Regions from separate parts of the Zea mays genome. Here region 2 is linked to region 1. Evidence: chromatin contacts called from public Hi-C data. All regions are on one chromosome and are shown on one strand. Each heading gives the region's core, a stretch centred on a gene start, on an enhancer-like site or on the middle of the called end of the contact. The rest is flanking DNA. Distances are from core to core; before and after follow the strand shown. Region 1 holds the start of LOC100278143. Region 2 holds the start of LOC109940910 (rho GTPase-activating protein 7).

Region 1 (3,445 bases), core at 906-3,405:
CTCCCATGCTAAACGATGCCCAGTTTAGCCTGAAAGGCTGGTCGGTGTTCGGCATGATATGGCCAGAAAACCCTTCGAGAACTTTTTCAGCCGCAGCGTGGCTGTAGAACTCGACGAACCCGTATCCTTCGGACTGCCCAGTCTGCTTGTTGCGGATAACTTTGATCGCCACAACCTACAGCGTGTTGTGATCTGTTAGTGCAAGTCTAGACTTTAGGTGTCCAAATGAAGAGAGAAGAATGTATGTAGAACTACATGTATCACAGGGTAGGTTTCACTTGAACACAAGTATCCGTCGGAATGGCAAGAGTAACCCAGCTGGGCTCCAGGCTTAGTCAGCACCAGCAGCAGCAAAACTGATGTTTAGTTTGAACTTTAATTATCGACTTGGGTTTCTTCATTACACCCAAAATTACCTTGCTTCACCGAATATTTCTCCATGACTACTCAAGTTTCTCTGTGTTTTCTTCCAAAATGTTACTGTTATTTTCATTTTTATTCATTCAGTCTACTAAATGCAGGAGCTCGTGAAGGAAAACCATTGATTCTGGCATTCTGTAGCCGTTAGCCTGTTATTGTTCGGTATCCAAATAAGTATGGCATAGCGTTTAAGCATGGTTTCATCAAGAAAAGAACAAAAATACCCTTGGAAACATGGTGTTAAGAACCCAAAAAACCTAAGGCCCCGTTTGTTTGGTTGGAATTGAATTCCATTTTAATAATAATAATTTAGACACAAACTAATTAAGTTATTATATTTGTATATGCAATTTATTTATATATTATTCTAAATCATATGAGAGATAGTTATACACTACACTTATCTTATAAAAAACAAGTAGAAGAGTGTGCTATAAGTTGTATATTAGAAAAGTAGTATATAAATCTATAGAATCAATTTCCATATCTCACCCCATGAATTTGAGATAGGCTTATATATAGATGTTGGAAAGTTATGGAATGTCACATTCTAAAAAATAGACTACTACATTAGTTAGATTCCAATTCCTCAAAATCAAGTGAAACAAACGGGCCCTAAAAGGAAATCTGCCAATCAGGACTGCAACAGGTGCAGCAATGGCACATCACGGGGTGCCTGTACACCAGGCGGAATATTTTCGCAGAACAGTACAGGAAGGCAGCACTAGCTGAGGCAATCTACTAGAGGTCTGAGGCACTGGGCAGTGGGCACTGCAAGTTTCCAGCTCCAGCTCGCAGATCCATGCCCGCCGACGGTTGCCAAATTCGTTGCCCTTTTCAGCACAGTGACGGAGTGACCCTGACGGCCTGACCCAATCTTATGTACGGGGGATCTGCAGGCTGCAGCTGCAGCCACTACGTATGCTTGTTTGCCCTGAAATCCTTTAACTCTCCCTCTCTCTCTCTCCTGCGCGCAGCCCGAGAAACGGAGCACATTTTGGAAACCAACGAACGCATCAAAATACCATTTTCAGTCGGCTGGTTGAGGCAGAAAACAACACGGGCTGGTCACGTCAAAAAAGAAAGATTCATGGGCGAGTGCAAAAGAAACATCTTCTTTTCCTTTTTTGGTAGATAAATTTATTATTTTTTTTGTTTCGTGGAGCTGTGTGGTGCCGTGGCCAAGATCTGGGCTGGTGAGGGAGGAGGTCGGGCGCGCATCCGTGCTCACCTCGCCGGTGTAGCCGAAGCAGCTGTGTAGGTAGTTCTCGTCCATCCAGTAATGGAGGTCGCCGACCCAGACGCTCTTGTTCTCCTCCTGCCCCGGCTGATGCGGCGCCGGGGAACCCAGTGCGACCGCTGCTGCCCGCGGCGGCGCGACGGCGTGGAACGGCACGAAGTGAGTCGGCGCGAACTGCGGCGGCGGAGGCGCCATATGGTGCGGCTGCATCACCATGGCCGCGGCCCCGGGAGGCGGCGCGAACGGCATGGCGACCCAATGGGGCGGCACCACGGCCGCCGGCGGCGGTGGGGGCGGCGCCCCCGCCACCAGCGGCTGCTGCTGAGGCTTCTGCACGTCGCCCGCGCCATTCGCCGCCGCCGCCGCCGCCTGCATGGTGGTGAGTGACTCTAGCGCTGTACCCGGACGCGCGCGCCGGAGGGAGAGGTGATGCGGTGAGAAGAGAGGAGGAAAGGAGAGAGAAGATTTGGAGGCGAGTGGAGGGAAGAAGAGGAGGAGGAGGTGGAGGAGGAGCAGCTCGCGGGAGAAGCTAGGCTAAATAAAGCAGGCGGCGGAGGAGGGTATGTGTGGGCGGCGGCGGCCGTCCGATGGAGCGCGTGGACGGCTGGCAGGCCGTCCGTCGGGGATTTTGACCGGATCCACGCCGATGTCGGCCTGCCTGCCTGACCCGGCCCCGGCGGGCTACACGTCGACTCGAGTTGTTTCCGACTTCCGATTAGGGGGGGGGGGGGGGTGCGGATGGGCATGGACGACCATGGAGGCATGGAGCGGGCGGAGATGATAACGATTAAAAAAAGCAAATGTAATTTGTACTAGTATTTTGTTAATGGAAATTGGCATGAGGAAATATATGTTTTCTGTGTATCAAATCCCAACAAGATGTTTTAATTAGGATAACTTTTACTACTAGACACGTTTAGATATTGTATTAGAAACGGAGGGTGTAGCTAGCTTGGGTTGAGATTGAGACAAAAACATGCAGAGAAACAGATTATTACTTAAAAGCCCTTGCTCTTGGCTACGCAAATCAAGTTTCTTTCAAGCAACGTCTATTATTAGATGATCAAGCATGCTGATCAACATGCACCATTGAAAATTAGTTCTCTGAGGGTTTTCCTTCCATCTGTCTATTATTAATTAATTTTCCACCGTTATCGTTGCGAGGCATGCAATAGAGACGTGTCTGAATCTCAATCTACCGCATGAACAGGAACAGCCCCCTGCTGCTGCTTGCGAGATGGATCGGTCGCAGTCGCAGCCAGCAGAGAAAACAACGGGGGGTGACTGCAAGTTGCACCCACAGATTCAGACGCTAGCACTTGTCCACTTCCCTTCCACTCTCTGCCGCGGCCAGCGCCACGGACGACAAGCAACCGAGCCAAAACCCTATCGTCGCCATCATCATCGGCATAAAGAAAACGGGAGGCAGAGGCAGGGCAGGGCTTAGCTAGCGTGGGAGTATGCCGAGGATAAAACCACATGTCAGGCTGTGCTCGGCTGGGTGCACCTGAAGGCACTGCAGGCAGGCGGCAGTCCTTTGCGCTGGCTGGCATCTGCAGGTCCCTCCTTGCGCTGCTGATTGGGCATCAGAATCTGAGAAGCTCATCCCTCTCCAAGAGTGCAGCCAGACAGGCAGGCAGGCAGCGCAAGCAAACAAAACAAACACGGCGCCATGTGGAGTGTGAGCTAATATAGCAGCGCTGCTCTTGCAAGTTGCGAGAGTGGTCGCCTGGCTTGTCGCTTCACCCCTTCATCATATCAGCATTGGGCGACTGCTGGTGGATA
Region 2 (3,973 bases), core at 950-3,449, 150 kb before region 1:
GCCCGGTGTCCCTGGCGCCCAGCTCCAGGATGCCGTAGCCCGTAGGGGTCCTGCGGCGTACCCCGACGAGCTCTCGCTGGAGCCGGAGACCGACGGGGACAGCGCCTGCTGATCCTCGTTTCCTTGTCCTCGGAGCAGGCATCGGAGAAGATGGTCAGCAGGCATCGGAGCAGCTATGTTCGGCACGCTCCAGATCGAGTCGTCGTGGGACGTCGCTTTGTCAGAGGTGCTGCCAGTGCCAGCAGCAGCGTCAGCAGGCGTTTTACGGTCAGGCGCAGCAGTTTTTGTCTGTCTGCGTGGACGATGCATGCAATAGCATCTACACGCTGATCAATTATCAGCGGCGGACAACTCTGAATCACAGAATGCATGCCTCTGCTGTTTGTTTTTTTAAATTTAGCTGAGAGGGAGTAGCTCTGCTGCGTCTGTCGGGCGGCGTCGCCGTCGGCCTGGACTTGGGCGTCCGGCGGCCGCTCGTGCTCGACGAGTTGCTGCAGGACTGGTTCTCTTTCCCTGCCCCGGACCGGTCATCCTGGCTCGGCGAGGTAGTGTTGACGACGGGCTTTGTTGGCGTTTGCTTGCCATTGGCCACGCCGTTGTGCGGCGACGATGGACGAGCGTTGGGAGGATGGTGGCTTTCTGTCGCGGGTGAGATGTCAGAATTCAGCACCGGGTTCGGCGGTGTGAGCTGCGCCGGCACGGGAGCATCGCCGCCGGGGAGTTGGGTGTTCTTGGCGGAGGAGAAGACGGTCGCCTCCTGGTAGATTCCCTGCCGGAAACTCACCACCTGCTCCTCTAGCCGGACGACCTCCTCCTCCAGCACCGCCACCTCCGCGAGAAGGGCTAGCGTCTTCGCAGCACAATTACGAGCAAGGGGATTCAGCGCAATCCAAGGCACAGCTCGGAGCGTGACGAGTAATCTAGTAGAACAGGATGCGGTTGAGGTGCCGCTAACCTGAGACGGCAGGTACGGCGGCAGGCGAGGTAGGGCGCCGAGCGGCCGCGTGAACGCCCGCTCCAGCGCACGGTGGACGTTCTCCTCGTGCCGCAGCTTCTTCTTCAGCTTATCCACCTGGAATTCAGCGCCGTCAAGCAAGCGTCAGAACGAGCTACAGGAAGCAACTGAATCCGACAAATCGAAGTTCAACGACATCTTGCTGTAGCGCGAGCTTTCGCTCTCTCCTCGACTGGATCCTGTTCATGGTGCCCCTGGTACCGGCGTTGCCCGATCCCTTCACCGGCGTCACGGTCTTCCTCGGATCCGTCTCCGTCACCTGAACACAAAAACCATCATTGAAGGAGAAAAGAGATGCCTCATTGAGCTGAGAGAGAAAGGTTACTAACGGAAGCAAAGCACAGATTCCTCTGCTCCGCTCTGAAAGATAAGGCTCAAAGGGAAACTAAAGGAAAATATGGGGCTGGGGGAGTCAGTGCGAGTAGCTCTCAGAAATGGCAGAGCCCTGAGGCCAAAGAACCCGCGTCGAGATCTTGTCATAGACGCCACCAGGTCATCGACCATTCTTTGCTCGCAAGAACACTAGATGGCACTGCTCATGAGTTCATCGTCGTACTCTTGCCACATTAATTACTTCGTCGTACAAAATATGGATACCGCAACAAATTGCTGGCGATCGAGGAACACGGAAATTGGTGGCGCAAACCGAGAAATCACCGCACAATGTCACCTGCTTGACGCTCAACTCAACGAAATGTATCCAATTCCTCTACAAACAGCATGCAAAAAAAAAAATCGGAGAGATTGAAGAAGCACGTACTCTGCTGTCGCTCTTCGGGGGCGCTTTCGCACCGCGCGCCGCCGCCGGCCTCCGAGACCGGGCATTCATCTGTGGTGCCGTATGCATCAAAGCAAGACAGTGCGCCTAGAAAAGGAGAGCAGAGGGTTGGCAAGTGATCGCCTCGGCAGCCTGGCAGCCTGCACCTCAGCCAGCCAGGCTGCTATGGCTGGCGATGCCACTCCGACGCCATTAAAGATTCCTCGTGAGCTCAGAGGTGTGGTAGGATCGCACCAAGGTGCGCTCCAGCTACTGCAGGCGATTCAGCGGTGCGTTTGATTGGGGTTGGGAGTAGGAGAGAGGCGTCTGTGGGAACAGAGGCTGCGGCGGCGGTGATGGCGGTGCGCAGGTTTCCTTGGGTAGTATGGCGGAATTGGTCTCGGGTTGTAGTTGTAGCTATCGCGGCCGGCGGCGGTGCCGTTGTATATATACGGCGAGTTGTGGTAACATGAAATGGCAGTCACCCTTTCGCCTTCAACTTCAACTAGCGAAGTGCCTATTTACGGTCTCTATTTATACTTAAATGTAAAAAATAAAACATAAAAATACATAGAGAACACGATAACGGTAGAAACCGTGGAACCAAAAAGTTTGAATGTAATAGAGATTAAATCCAACAAACATCGTTTACCTCTAGTAATAACCATAATTTTTTACCACCTTTGTTAAGATTTTACGTTTCTCGAAGGACCGGCAAATTCAAGAACCTTTCCATGTCCTTTTTAGTTGGTAAAAACAGAAAATTTTGTTAGTGAAAAAAATAATGCCTGACATATCTTTAATTAGATATCTAAATATAATAAGGGGTAATTATGATTATACCTTTCTACCTTGTAATTGTGACTTTATCCCTTATTTTTTAACTTTGTAGTTCAACCTCTCCATTTTAAAAACGAAGCCGCTGTGCCCCTCCCCATAACAACGTTAGTGAAAATCAGAACTAGTAATTAAAAAATAAAAAATTAGGGTAAAATCACAAATATAAGGTAAAAGAAGAGTATAATCACAGTTAACCATGAAAATTTCTACAATATTATTAGAGTTAATTGTTTCTGAAATAAAATATAAAAATGAAAATGAGAGATATGTTTTTTCCTAACGATTCCGTCCATTTTTTCATCCCTACTCACGTCTAGACATCTAGTATAGTGACAGATAATTGAAATATCCAGCGGCGGACTACCCTTGGCCATAGCCGTGAAGTCGTGAACCCTTCAGGCAGCCTCCGAGCCTCGTCCCATGTTTAGTTTTCCGTATCGGCTGAGGAGAAAGAATGATGACATACATCGATATGTGGACTCTACCCAAAGACAATAGACAAAGGCCATACCAATGAAAATGCTTACGTATGACTCGAGAGCTACTACATTAACCAAATATATAGTTTTTTTTATAGATTCACAGTGAAACAGCTCTAAGATTAATTATATATATATCTAAATTTATTTGTTACCATTGCAAAACTCTACTGACACGGCCTAAATACTGTAGCAACTACGCAAACAGCTGCAGCCATGGTCCACTGATCGCTTCTTTTTCTACCGGTGATAGGATTTGTCAGGCCGACGCAACACTGTCCGCGGATCAATTTCGCTTTTCTACCGTCTGGGCCCAGCGGGACCCAGGCACCTGTCGTCCAGAGAGGCCGGTGGATGGGCCCGTGCCGCGCAGCTAATTACACTAGGCGTCTTGAGCCCGGAGGCCGGCCGGGGACGGGGGACCTCAGGAGGGGCTGGCTCATCGAGTCATCCAGCTTTCGGGGACGGATGCGTGATGGTACGTACATCTTCGATCGCCTTCCGCTCGTTCATGACTGCTAGCCTACCGGTTTGGACTGTGCTGCCGCGGGTAACAACACCAAACGTACTCGCCGTGTCACCCACTGAGATTTTGTTTTTTTTTAACTGTTCTTGCTTTTGTCGCGCCGTCGTTCCTGCAAAAGATTCTCGAACGTACTGGCAATCAATACTGGAGTTCATGCGCATCCTCGCCTTGTGAAAACAACCAAAAATAAAAAGGAGAAAGGGAAGGGTGGTGCGCGCTGGCAGAATGAGTAGGAAGCCGACCGAACGGCTAATATAATTGGGCGCGGGAGGGAGGGAGGCAGGCCGATCTGCAGCGGCCAGGCCAGGCGAGCGCAAGGGCAAAGGCGCGCACGCACGCACGTGCTGATCGCGGAG

The links. A called contact is a pair of places that touch in the nucleus more often than the background predicts.
Region 2: a Hi-C map of endosperm shows a contact between it and region 1, with 8 times the contacts expected there. The contact joins the promoter of LOC109940910 here to the promoter of LOC100278143 in region 1. A contact is called at or near these places in 2 of 25 Hi-C or Micro-C datasets (endosperm and leaf).

Annotation. Positions count from the first base shown.
Region 1 is chr7:132,455,818-132,459,262 of Zm-B73-REFERENCE-NAM-5.0, reverse strand. LOC100278143 reads right to left here and starts at 2,155. Exons shown (of 6, transcript NM_001373991.1): 1 at 1,652-2,155; 2 at 1-175. The coding sequence starts at 2,035.
Region 2 is chr7:132,608,179-132,612,151 of Zm-B73-REFERENCE-NAM-5.0, reverse strand. LOC109940910 (rho GTPase-activating protein 7) reads right to left here and starts at 2,199. Exons shown (of 7, transcript XM_020541276.1): 1 at 1,776-2,199; 2 at 1,152-1,274; 3 at 956-1,072; 4 at 1-850. The coding sequence starts at 1,862. The coding sequence ends at 359.